Regions from separate parts of the Sus scrofa genome. Here region 2 is linked to region 1. A link is a contact called in public HiChIP or PLAC-seq data. All regions are on one chromosome and are shown on one strand. Each heading gives the region's core, a stretch centred on a gene start, on an enhancer-like site or on the middle of the called end of the contact. The rest is flanking DNA. Distances are from core to core; before and after follow the strand shown.

The links. HiChIP or PLAC-seq counts read pairs in DNA pulled down with a chosen protein or histone mark.
Region 2: an H3K27ac HiChIP or PLAC-seq map of alveolar macrophages shows a contact between it and region 1. The contact joins the promoter of GOLGA5 here to the enhancer-like site in region 1. A contact is called at or near these places in 1 of 5 promoter capture datasets (liver), 6 of 47 Hi-C or Micro-C datasets (alveolar macrophages, liver, retroperitoneal adipose tissue and 2 more) and 2 of 2 datasets of contacts at active chromatin or transcription factors (alveolar macrophages and skeletal muscle).

The regions. Positions count from the first base shown.
Region 1 is chr7:114,191,655-114,198,016 of Sscrofa11.1, reverse strand. The region is part of intron 2 of LGMN (legumain); the gene reads left to right. Among named protein-coding and RNA genes, the nearest start is that of LGMN, 15 kb to the left of the region's middle. Within about 2 kb of position 2,571, at least 33 of the 83 cell types and tissues checked have an H3K27ac peak or open chromatin away from gene starts, as enhancers often do. A contact at or near this core is called in alveolar macrophages, liver, retroperitoneal adipose tissue and 1 more, where this site is marked.
Region 2 is chr7:114,233,985-114,240,346 of Sscrofa11.1, reverse strand. It overlaps GOLGA5 (golgin subfamily A member 5), which reads right to left and starts at 3,288. Exons shown (of 13, transcript XM_013989218.2): 1 at 3,054-3,288; 2 at 1-144. The coding sequence starts at 114.

The DNA of each region.
Region 1 (6,362 bases), core at 1,322-3,821:
GGCCTCGCTTAGTAGGTTAAGGATCCAGGATTTCCGTGAGCTGTGGTGTAGGTCACGGACGTGGCTCAGATCTCGCATTGCTGTGGCGCTGGCGTAGGCTGGCAGCTGTAGCTCTGATTAGACCCCTAGCCTGGGAACCTCTGTATGCCGTGGTTGCGGCCCTAAAAAAGACGAAAAAAAAAAAAAGGAATGAGGGCAGCAGAATGGAATGAAGGCTGAACTCTTCATCCCCACTGAGGGCGGATGTTGGCACCGAGGCAGTCTGTGCAGAGGAAATGTGGATGCTGAGTCATCGCTGGGTCAGCCCATGTCCCTGCCGGCCGGGGTGTCTTCTCAGCCAGCTGCCAACATTTGCTCTCTTGACGGAGGCTGAGCATTCAGAGAGCATTTGAAAGAACTTTCCCAGTGGAAGTAGAACCTACACATACTTTTAAACTTAACATTTTTATAGAAGTTTACATTATCCTTGGGTTAACATAGCACTCGTTATCACAAATTTCTTTAGGGAGGATTAATATACCAAGCACGGAGTTCTCGTTGTGGCTCAATGGGTTAAGAACCGGACTAGTATACACAAGGATGAGGCTTTGATCCCTGGCCTTGCTCCGTGGGTTAACCATGTGGCATTGCTTTTTGATCCCTGGCCTTGCTCCGTGGGTTAACCGTCTGGCATTGCCAAAAGCTGCAGTGTCGCTCACAGACGTGGCTGGGATCTGGCATTGCTGTGGCTGTGGTGTTGGCGGGCAGCTGCAGCTCTGATTTGACCCCTAGCCTGGGAACCTCCATATGCTGCAGGTGTGGTCCCCGTCCCCCTCAAAAATACACCAGGCTCAGTCAAATCATTGCAGAGTGCTTTTCTGCGCTTGAAGATGGTTATTTATACCGCGTTAGTTAAACCGAACGGATTTCTCTGTTTTCCATTTCGGGTTGGGATCCTGGGATCAGTGGGTGACAGAGCGGGAGCTGGTCTAGGGTGATGCTGGTGGGACAGGCTGGGAAAGGCCTTGAGGACAGGTTCCTGCAGTGGCGGGGCAGACCCAGACGGCAGCGCGTGGAGGGCAGAGAGAGGTCCCGCAGTGCAAGCTGCACTTGGGGACGGCTGTGTGGTCCAGCCTTCCAACAGGCTTGGAGGGATGCAGAATGAGCACCTCGGTCACCAGGGGAGGAGTGGACGGGAGGAGGGTTTCTTTCAAAGCCGAGATTTGAGCCCATGGAGAAGGAAACTCTTAGGCCCAGCTGGGGCAGAGAGGTGGTGGTGAAGTAGATTGAACGTCAAGGTCGCTGTTGCACAGGCCGTGGGGAGGACGTTCAGGATGCCGGGAGCTGGGAGGAGAGGCAGATGGGAGCCGGGTGTCACTAGGAGGAGGGCGTGAGGGGGAGGCTTGAGGTCCTTGCTGCCCGTGGGGCTCTGAAGGAGAAGGTGGTTTGGCGTTTTGGCAGAGTTACTACATTTCTGAAAGATCACCTTTAATTTTATGTATTTTAAAAGTGTGTGCAGTTACCATTTTTTGCAGGCAGTATTACTGAGGTATAATTTTGCATGTCGTACAATTCACCTGTCCTATAATTTGGTGATTATTTATTTATTTATTTATTTATTGGTCTTTTTAGGGCCACACTCGTGGCATATGGAGGTTCCCAAGCTAGGGGTCCAGTCGGAGCTGTAGCCGCCGGCCTACACCATAGCCACAGCCACAGCAATGTGGGATCGAAGCTGTGTCTGCGACCTACACCACGGCTCACGGCAATGCTGGATCCTTAACCTACTGATCGAGGCCAGGGATCAAACCTGTGTCCTCATGGATGCTAGTTGGGTTCACTAACGGCTGAGCCACCACGGGAACTCCAGTTTAGTGATTTTTAGTAAATTCATACAGTTGTACAGGGTTTACCACAGTCCAGTTTTAGGACACTTTGGTCATTCTACAAAGTTCGCCTGTGCCCATCCCAGCCCCATGCATCCAAGGACCTGCCCTGTCTCTGTTGTTTTGCCTTCTCTAGAAATTTCATATAAATGGAAACATACAATAAGCAGTCTTGGCTGTCTGGCTTTAGCATAAGGCTTTGGAGGTTAATCTATCCTGTTACAAAGTATCACTTTTATGTTAAAACAAAAAAGAAACGTGGATGGAGAGCCCAGCCCGGTGGGGCTGAGTTGAGGGAATGCGCTTTGACAAGGCAGAGGCTGGGCGGGGTGGTGGAAGTTGGGGCCCGTGGACTTGCACAGACCCCGGGGGTGTAATTACCAATCACGTAATTGCACTCTAAAGCTCTGATTCTCCTCTGGAAAATTCGAGATGGCTGTGGTCATGCAAGGGCTCCGTGAGGCAGTTCCGTGAAGCCTGGACCCCCAGCCCAGCCTCGGCAGCACTCCGGAGTGGCAGTGTGCATGCTGCTCTCTACAGACAGAACCCCGACCTGGCTTGAAAGGGGACCCCTTGGCAGTGACTGAGCATGTCAGGTATTTAGACTTTGCTCCGGGCCGATTGACCTTATTTAGCTTACAGTTGGCCTGAGGTGGAGACAGCAAATCAGAGTCAGGACAGCGGCTGGCACCAGGAAGTCACGGGGTGATGAGTAAAGTGGCAGAGCTCCTTACGCAAGCTGTGAAACAGCTGTCAGCAGTCTCTGCTCCGTAGTCCAGAGGCCTTGCCCTTTCTCTGAATCTTGCTCAGTGCCTGCTTCTCACGTGCTCCCACCTACGACATTTCAGTTTTTATGGGGGCAGCGCATATTGATCTGATACGGTCCTGGGAAGTCATTCAAGTGACCTTTATCATTTGACTTGGTTGACTGCTTTTCTCTCTCTCTCTCTCTTTTTTTTTTGTCTTTTTGCCTTTTCTAGGGCCGCACCTGTGGCATATGGAGGTTTCCAGGCCAGGGGTCTAACTGGAGCCACAGCTGCTGGCCTACGCCAGAGCCACAGCAATGTGGGATCCAAGCTGCATCTGCAACCCACACCCATGCTGGATCCTCAGTCTACTGAGCGAGGCCAGGGATTGAACCCACAACCCCATGGTTCCCAGTTGGATTCGTTAACCACTGAGCCATAACAGGAACTCCTCTTTTTTTTTTCTTTGACTGCGCTTGGGGCATGCAGAGGTTCCCGGCCAGGGATTGAACCTGAGCCACTGCAGTGGTAATGCTGGATCCTTAACCCACCGAGCTACCAAGGAACTCCTAGCCCTGCCTTTATTTCTTTTGGGTGCCAGTAAATGCTTGGCTCCAACCAAACCTCCTTTTTTTCCTGGTCTTTTTAGGGCCTCACCTGCAGCATATAGAAGTTCCCAAGCCAGGGGTTGAATTGGAGCTATAGCTGCTGGCCTATGCCACAGCCACAGCAACTCGGGATCTGAGCTGCATCTGTTTGTGACCTACACCACAAAACCCTTTTGAATTAAGAAAGTTGGAGGCACCCAAGTAACTCCAAGGACCCAAGAGAATCACGGCTCGACTTGAGACAGCTGCATGTGGCAGCAGGGGTCAGGCAGGGTCAGGGGCAAAAGACCTGGGGTGGATACCCTGAGCCGTCTGAGCTTGTCCCCATCTGTGAAATGGGCATAAAAGCACCTGCCTGTTAAGGTAGGGGTGAGGAGCCAAACAGTATAAGACAACACTAACGGGACAGGCTGAACCTGCCCTTTCTGAAATATAGAACCTTATTGAAGCATATTTTACAGATCATGTATAATTCACCCATTGCAAGCATCCCACTCAGTGATTTTTTTAGTCAACTTGCCAAGTCGTGCAAACGCTATGGGCAGTCGGTGTTAGAAAGTTTCCATCTCCCGGGCAAGATCCCTCGGGCCGTTTCCAGTCCCCACCCTCAGGCCCATGCAACCACTAATACGGATTCCATCTCTGTAAATTTGCCTTTTCTGAACATTTCATATAAATGGAGCTGTGCAGAGTGGTCTTTTGTGTCTGGCCTCTCTTAGCATCATGTTTTTGGGGTTTCTCTGTGTTGTAGGGCGTATCAGTACTTCATTCCTTTGGTTGCCAAACGGCATTCCCGTGTATGGATGGACCACATTTTGTCTCTTTCTGTGCTGATAGACATTTGTCTGATCAAATCTCCCTCCCCTCCTGCCAGAGGCAAGCCCTTGGGATTTTGGTCATTCTTTTGCTTTGTTCTAGATTTTTGCCATATATAATATATATGATATATATATATAATATATATCATATATACTATATAATATAATATATATCATATGTACTATATATACTATATAATATTATAACATATAATATAATATATTATAACATATATAATATTATAACATATATTATAATATATAATATATCATATATATAATATATTATAATATATAATATATAATATAATATAAATAATATATATATATTTAACTGTTTAAACAGCAATATTTACCCTGTTTTGACCTTATAAAGGTACTCATTGTGGATTTTTTTCTCTACGACTTATTCTTTTTCTCATTATGCTCTTGAGATTTATGTATTTTGAAGCATGGGTTGTACTTTCATTCATTTTTAGATAATTCCATTTGTGTGAGTTTTTTTTTTTTTTTTTTTTTTTTTTTTGGCTACCCCCATGGCATGCTGAAGTTCCTAGGTCAGGGATTAAACCTGTGCCACAGCAGTCACCTAAGCCAAAGTAGTGGCTGTGCTGGATCCTTAATCCGCTGAGCCACCAGGGAAACTCCCTGTGTGAGCTTTCTGATATTTTGTTACATAAATGTAGACAGTTGATTTTTCCAGCTGTTGATGGTGCTTTGGGTCATTTCTTGATTTTGCTGTCACAGCGAGGCAGTAAACATTCCCTTGACATATGGGCCTGGGTTTCTCGAGGGTATAGCTTGGAACAGAATTGCCAGGGTGGAGGGCGACTGGATGACATCAAGACGTTTCCGAGAGCCCAGTGTGCTTTCACCATCACTGTTTCAGTTCCCTACTGTTGCTGTGACAAATTGCCACAAATTTAGTGGCTTAACACAGATTCATCCTGTCACAGCTCTAGAGGAGAGGCGTCTGGAATGGGTCTCACTGGGTCAAATCAAGGTGTTAAAAGAGCTACGTTTCTTCCTGGTGACCCTTGGGGAGGTCCGTTTCCTTACCTTTTCCCACCTCGAAAGGCTGCCTACATTCCTTGGATAGTGGGCCCTTCCTCCGTCTTCAGAGCCAGCCGTGGTGGCCCAGTCTTTCTTACATTATGCCTCTGACCTGCCTGCCTCCGTCGCCCTCATGTAAGGACCCCTGATTACATTGGGCTTATTGCAATAATCCAGGGTCATCTCTTTATTTTAGGGTCAGTTGACTAACAGTCTTAAATCCTTCTGCTCTCTCAATTCCCCTTTGCCAGTAATGCAGTATATTCATGGGCTCTGTGGGTTGGGATTTGGACATGTTCAAGGGGTAAGTAACCTAACCCTACCACGACTGGTATTTAGAGACCCTGTTATCTTACAGCAATAGGGGCATAAGCATTTTAACGGGGTGTGTGTGTGATATTTAGTAACTATTTTTAAATCATCTAGATTTAGATTTTTGGAGTTCCCATCGTGGCTCAGTGGTTAACGAATCCAACTAGGAACCATGAGGTTTCCAGTTCGACCCCTGGCCTCCCTCAGGGGGTTAAGGATCCAGCATTGCCGTGAGCTGTGGTGTAGGTTGCAGACACAGCTCGGATCTGGCGTTTCTGTGGCTCTGGTGTAGGCCGGTGACTACAGCTCCGATTCGAACCCTAGCCTGGGAACCTCCGTATGCCGCAGGAACAGCCCTAGAAAAGGCAAAAAGACCAAAAAAAAAAAAAAAAAAAAAAATTTAGATTTTCAGCCTCTCTCTCTCGCTAGGCCTCTACAATTTTAATGGCTTTCTTTTTTTCTCTCTCTTTTTTTGGCCACCCCTCGGCATATGAAGCTCCTAGGCCAGGGATCAGATCCAAGCCGTAGTTGTGACCTAAGCCGTAACTGCACCAACACTGGATCCAGGCCAGGGATTGAACCTGAGTCCCAGGGCTCCCAAGACACTGCCCATCCCTCTGCCCCACAATGGACACTCCTTAGTGTATTTCTTGGCTGTCCCTGTCTGAAGCAATGTCGAGTTCTGGAGTCAGAGTGCCTGGGGCCTTTCGCTGTGAGCTGTGTGATTTAGACACCCCCGCTCCAGCCTTGATTTCCTCATCTCTGAAATGGGATTGTTACCTTTACCACAGAGGGTTGCCATGATAATTTTTTTTTTTTTTTTTTTTTTTTTTGCTTTTTCGCACCACACCTGCAGCACATAGAAGTTCCCAGGCTAGGGGTCTAATCGGAGCTACAGTTGCTGGCCTTCACAGCCGCAGCAACGCCAGATCCAAGCTCAATCTGTGACCTTACACCACA
Region 2 (6,362 bases), core at 2,039-4,538, 42 kb before region 1:
GCTATAAGGGATGTTGCTGGTGTTCTCTTTCCTACTGAGAGCCGTTGCAGCTCCTTGATCAACTCTATTTAAAAGATCTTCTGCCTTCCCAGCAAGATCAGCAAACCAGGACATGATGGCAGCAGAATAATCCTACTGGTGAATCTGTTAAAAGAGACATAAAAACATCAGTGGGCTTAACAACAGAGCAGGGTGGCTAAGATCAGGTCTGGAGTCAGACAGTCCTGGGTTCGAAAGCCTAACCCTGCCTCTTACTATGTAACTTTGAGCAAACCGCTTAACTTTCCCTAGAAAGTCTCCCTAGAAAATGAGGAAAATAAGTGTACTTACACTATTGGATGGTTTTAAGATGAAATAACATATTAAAAAACACTTTGGAGTTCCCATTGTGGCGCAGCGGTTAACGAATCCGACTAGGAACCATGAGGTTGCGGGTTCGATCCCTGGCCTTGCTCAGTGGGTTAAGGATCCGGCGTTGCCGTAGGCTGTGGTGTAGGTTGCAGTCGCGGTTTGGATCCCACGTTGCTGTGGCTGTGGGTAGGCCAGCAGCAACAGTTCCGATTAGACCCCTAGCCTGGGAACCCCCATATGCTTCGGGAGCAGCCCTAGAAAAGGCAAAAAGACAAAAAGACAAAAAAAAACAAAAAACACTTTGAAAAAGGCCTAGCACATAGTATGCACTCATTTTAGTAGTTGCTGTTACCATATTCCAACTACCACTATTACTGTTGTTCTTATTTCAACGAAGGATAAATCTTAATGTAGCAAAAGCACCCAAATATCAAATAATCAATACCGCAAAATTCCAGTACACCCAAATAAAAACGACACTTCTCTGAAGTGTGTTTTAAGGTGCTGAAACTTGAAACTCCTCAGTAATACAAAAGCTACCTTAGCATTAAACGGCACCACTATCATGGGTAATTTAGGTGCCCATATATGTAATCTGTCTAAAGTACACCTTCGATAACTTAAATTCTCAGTACCTACCATTTGCACATTAAGCAAAGTTCTGAATAAAACAATATGACTGCATAGCCATTCATTTGATACATTAAGTATGAGTACTTATCCAGTGCCACAATAAATCAAAACAATGACAATGAAATCATCAGTCATCATGCTACAGAATAGTATATTAAAAAGTGAACAATTTCTTTCTTTTCTTTTTTTTTTTTTTTTTTTTGGCTCTTTAGGCCTGCATCCAGGCTAGGAGTCGAATTAGAGCTGTAGCCGCTGGCCTACGCCAGCCACAGCCACAGCAACGCAAAATCCCAGCTGTGTCTGCGACCTACACCACACACAGCTCACGGCAACGCTGGATCCTTATCTCACTGAGCAAGGCCAGGGATCGAACCCAAGTCCTCATCAATGTTAGTAAGGTTTGTTACCAATGAGCCACGACAGGAACTCCTCCAGCAACAGTTTTTTGAATGTGCACACTGTCCCTTCTGCCTGCAGAGCTCTTTCAAAATTAATTCTCATTTGTTCTTGGTAGTATTTAATGTCATCTGCAGAAAAAAACAGCTCTTTTTCATTCCATCCAAATTTGGTCCTATCATTCTCCAGTCGCACGCTATTCTTCTCCCTCATAGCCCTTTATGTTTTATCTGGGTTTTTTTCTTTTTTTTTCTGTTTCCCTTGGGGAAGAGGAGGAGCAGAGTCTGTGGGTAGAGGCCATGACTGTTTTGTCCAATGAATTCTCAGCACACAGTAGGCACCCACAAATACTGCCGAATGGAATTAATTTCTGTTAGATGCCCTGGAGACATTATCTTTAGCACACATAATTTTCACAACCACACTATGGCTAAGTAGCAATACTCCCCCACCCCCCCCTTTTTTTTTTCACAAATAGGGAAAAAAGGTTTAGAAACAGCCCAAAGTCTAGACAGCAGCTCAGATAGGGAAATCAGCCAAACCCACTCTTTTTTTTCCTTTTTGTCTTTTCAGGGCTGCACCCTCTGGCATATGGAAGTGTCCAGGCTAGGGGTGGAATGGGAGCTGTAGTTGCCAAACTACACCACAGATACAGCAACGCCAGATCCCAGCCTGCGTCCTACACCACCTCTCTCAGCAATGCCGGATCCTTGACCCACTGAGCGAGGCCAGGGATTGAACCTGCATCCTCATGGATCCTTGTCAGATTCGCTTCCCCTGAGCCACGATGTAAACTCCAAGCTCACTTTTTAACTCCTTCCTCCCCTATCTAGCCTCCCAGTATCTGAATAACCTAAAGAAGAAACTCACCCTCTAAACCTGTTCCTTGTAAAACGGGACGATTATATGCCCGTGTATTATTTCAAGGAGTTTAGGTGAAAGCAAATGAAAATGTAAGTGATATGTTTGATATATAAAACTCCCTACGATTTATTATTCCCAAATAAACGTTGGTGGTAATTAGGGGACAAATTATCTCTCCTAAGAAAGCAATCAAAACATACTTATTAATTCCTTATATCTTGCCTCCCACTTTAAAAGTTTTAAAGGGCCTTAAAACAAAAGCCTGTGCCTTTAGATTACCCAAATAAACACGAAGATGGACCCTGGGCACTTGCCCCAGGGGACGAACAAACAACTCCAACCGACTTCAGAGGTACAGAGCCCTCAAGAAATTCCCCCCAGTAAACAGTCCAGGCCCAAGTGGAGAGAAGGTGAGTGTGGGTGGGATGGGGATGGGTCGGACGGCCGCGGTGACAGGGGCTGTTACGAAAGCCAAGTATAAACATAGAGGAAGGGAGACTGCGGTCCGCCGGCTGGTCCCTAGAAGTCCGCTGTCAGTGGATACAGACCCCTACTTCGCCCCCCACCCAACTCGCTGAGCCTCTGGAGGGGGAAGAGCGGCCAAACGAGGCTGGGGGTGGGGAAGGGAAGAAAAAGGGGGGCACAAAGCCACGCCGATGGGGGCCCAAGGGGGCTCTCTGGTCCCCTTCCCAGCCCCAGCGGGGCGGAGAGACCAGAGTCTCCGCTGAAATGACGCCGCCCCCGCCCCTAATGCCGTTCGCGCCCCCTGCGGAACTATCCGGCCTACTAGGATCTTGCCGCCGCCTCACCTGAGGACTCTGAAGCGGCTGCTGCGCGGCCTCCTTTCCCTCCCGGGCCGCCCCCTCAACAGCCGGCCGGGAGCGGGCCCAGGCTGAGCAAACCCAGTCCCGCACCAGCCGCGGCTCAGCTACTCTTCCGGGAGACGTGGAAGAGCAGCGAGGACCCCAAAACAGAGTGGCTTCCGAGCTGCCTGAGCGGCCGGGAACCTAGAGCAGCCAGCTGAAGGCAACTCAGGCGGCAGCACCGGCGGCTTCGGGGTCCTCGCGCCTGGCCACGCCCCTTTTCCTCCCGTGGCGAGAAACGGGGTGGGCAGGGCTTGTGTGCGTGTGACGTAGCTCGCCTCCCGGGCGACGGCCTGCACGCGGCCGACACAACATTGCAAGCCACGCCCTTCGGGGGGCGGGCCCCGGTGCGGCCCACGTGAGTGGCGGAGGCGGTGCCCCTCCTGGAAGGAATTTGAGACTTGAGACCCGCCCGTGCTTACCTCTAAGGCACTTAGCTTAGGCCCTTCTGGTTTTTCATATGACGATGTTGAGGCCCACGGCAGGAGGTGGGAATACAGAAAATAAGATCCTTGATTTTATGCATTTTGCTTTCTAGTCGCAGGGGTATAGTAAGTAAACCAGTGGATGAACAGGAGGATTGCAGGGCCACCAGAGCTGTAAAGACGAGATAATGGGGGGTGGGGGAAGTACTTTAAATGATATTATGGTCAGGGAAGTTCTCTTTGAGGAGGTGACATCTGAGTTGAGACCCAAAAGTGAAAAAGGCCAGTAAAGGGCTTTCCGTACAGCAGTCTTGTAGTTGTGTATATGCACACAGTTCACTGAATATTTGAAATGAGTCTGAAATCCACGTTCAGTAATTCAAAAAAGGAGTTCCCCTTGTGGCTCAAGGGAAAAGAATCTGATTAGTAACCATGAGGTCGGGGGTTGGATCCCTGACCTTGCTGGGTGAGTTAAGGATCCAGCATTGCCGTGAACTGTGGTGTAGGTCACTGATGATGCTCAGAGCCTGTGTTGCTGTGGCATAGGCCTGCAGGTGTAGCTCTGATTCAACCCCTAGCCTGGGAACCTACATATGCCTCAAGTACAGCCCTTGATAAAGCCAAAAAATTAAAAAAAAATAAAAAATTAAAAATAAAATAATGCAATGAATACTCAGCACCTACTTTGTGTGCAAGGTTGGACTAATTTGGCCTAAATAACAAGCCTACAACATAGTCCCAAGGACCTCAGAAGTTAGCTTATCTAAGATCACGTGCCCTAATAAGGAATCCACATTATTCCCTTAGGCACAGTGTTTTACTGTCTCCAAATTAAATATTGGGTGTGTTAACAGCTCCTTCTTTTCCACCTCTCAAGACAGGTTTAGCCCAGTCCAGTGAACAGAAAAACTCAGCAGCACTAGAAATAATAATGATGATAATAAGAGCCTCTAATTGTTCCTATGCCCTTATTGAGTGCTGTATATTGTGTTAAGTGTTAGACATGTTAGACATGTTTCACGTCTTACACTAGCCATAAGCAAGTACTGTTATTATCCTGTGGTAGGTGGCATTGTTGTTCCCCTCAGAGATGTAAAAAATCAAGAAACAAGCCTACATTAGATAGAGTTGGGAGACCAGAAGGGGGAGCTCTCACACTTTGTGACCAAAGTAGAGCCCAACCAGAAGTATCTTTCTTGGTAACAACTCAGCCAATGAAAAGCTTCAGACACTTTGTTTACTAAAGCCCTCCCAACTTCCTTTCCCCCTCTATAAAAGTGGTCTCCTTCCTTTGCACAGGTGCACAATTGCAGGCGATTCACCATGGTTGCAAAACCACAAACTGCAGGAGTTCCCTGGTGGTTCAATGGGTTAAGGACCTGGCATTGTCACTGCTGTGGCTCAAGTCGCTGCTAAGGTGCCAGTTTGATCCCTGGCCTGGGAACTTCCACATGTGGCAGGTGTGGCCAAAAAAGAAAAAAATGCAAATTGCAATTCTCTGCTGATCCCAGATAAACCCATCTTTGGCAGAGAAATACATGGGAGTCTAGTTGTTTCAGGTCAGTAAAGACTGTACGTCATAGCTGTTGCCATGTGACTACAATGCATCCTGTAGGAAGAGTGTCTTTTCCAGCCTTTCAGATGTCAGGCTTGATCATGTGACTTGATTTGACCAATAGAAGGGATATGCCTTTCACCACATCTGAGCAGTCATGTTAAGAGCCACTGTGTATTTCTACCAGGGCTCTTGATTTTTTCCTCTCTCATGAGAATGGCCTGTCCCAGATGGAGCTGTTCTCTCAGCCTGGGTCCTGGAAGGAAAGAGATGGGAAACAGCCCATGCCTTCCTAACAAATTACATGAGCACAAAATAAACCTTTGTTTTTAAAGATGTGAAATCATTTCTTACACAGCCTTGTCTAATGAAATCTGACTAATACATACCCTGTTTAACAGATGGAGACATTGAGATTTAGAGAGGTTTAAGTTAGGAGTTCCCTTTGTGGTGCAGTAGAATCGAATCCGACTAGTATCCATGAGGATGCAGGTTCGATCCCTGGCCTTGCTCAGTGGTTAAGGATCTGGTGTTGCCATGACCTGTGGTATAGACTGCAGACAAGGCTGGGATCTTAGGTTGCTGTGGCTCTGGCATAGGCTGGCCGCCTGTAGCTTTGATTCAACCCCCAGCCTGGGAATCTCCATATGCCATGGATGCAGCTCTTAAAAAAAAGAGAGAGATTTAAGTTACTTTCCCAAGGCCAAACAGGAAGCAAGTGGTGCATCTGGGACTGCAGAAATTTTTTTTTTTTTTTTTTTTTTAGGGAAGTTCCCCAACCAGGGGTCGAATCAGAGCTACAGCTGTCAGCATATACCACAGCCGGAGTGACGCCAGATCTGAGCTGAGTCTTCAGCCTACACTACAGCTCACCACAACGGGAACTCCAGAAACAGTATTGTTCATCACTGAAAGGATGAGAGTGAAAGAAGTTGAAGCGAACCAAATCTCCCATCCCGGCTGCCTAACCCTCAATGCCAATCTCATCTCAAGTAGCTTCCCTGCTTGACTCTCAAGGATGCCAGGAACATGGAGGTAGAACATTCTGCTAAAATGCTGGAGGCATGCAGGCATAGAAAGACCTGGTGGAGTTCCCCAGGCCTGAGGTGGGGGGCGGGATCTTCATCACTCCTCAGGAAGATGCCATCTTGCAGTTGCGTGTGACATTGGTGGAGGGGCCAAGTGGCAGGGCCAGAGTAGCCCCCTCCCCTTAGGAGCCAGGAGGCTGAGAAGGTGAGAGTCTCAGGAAGAAGGGCTAGTGCCAGACTGCCTGGT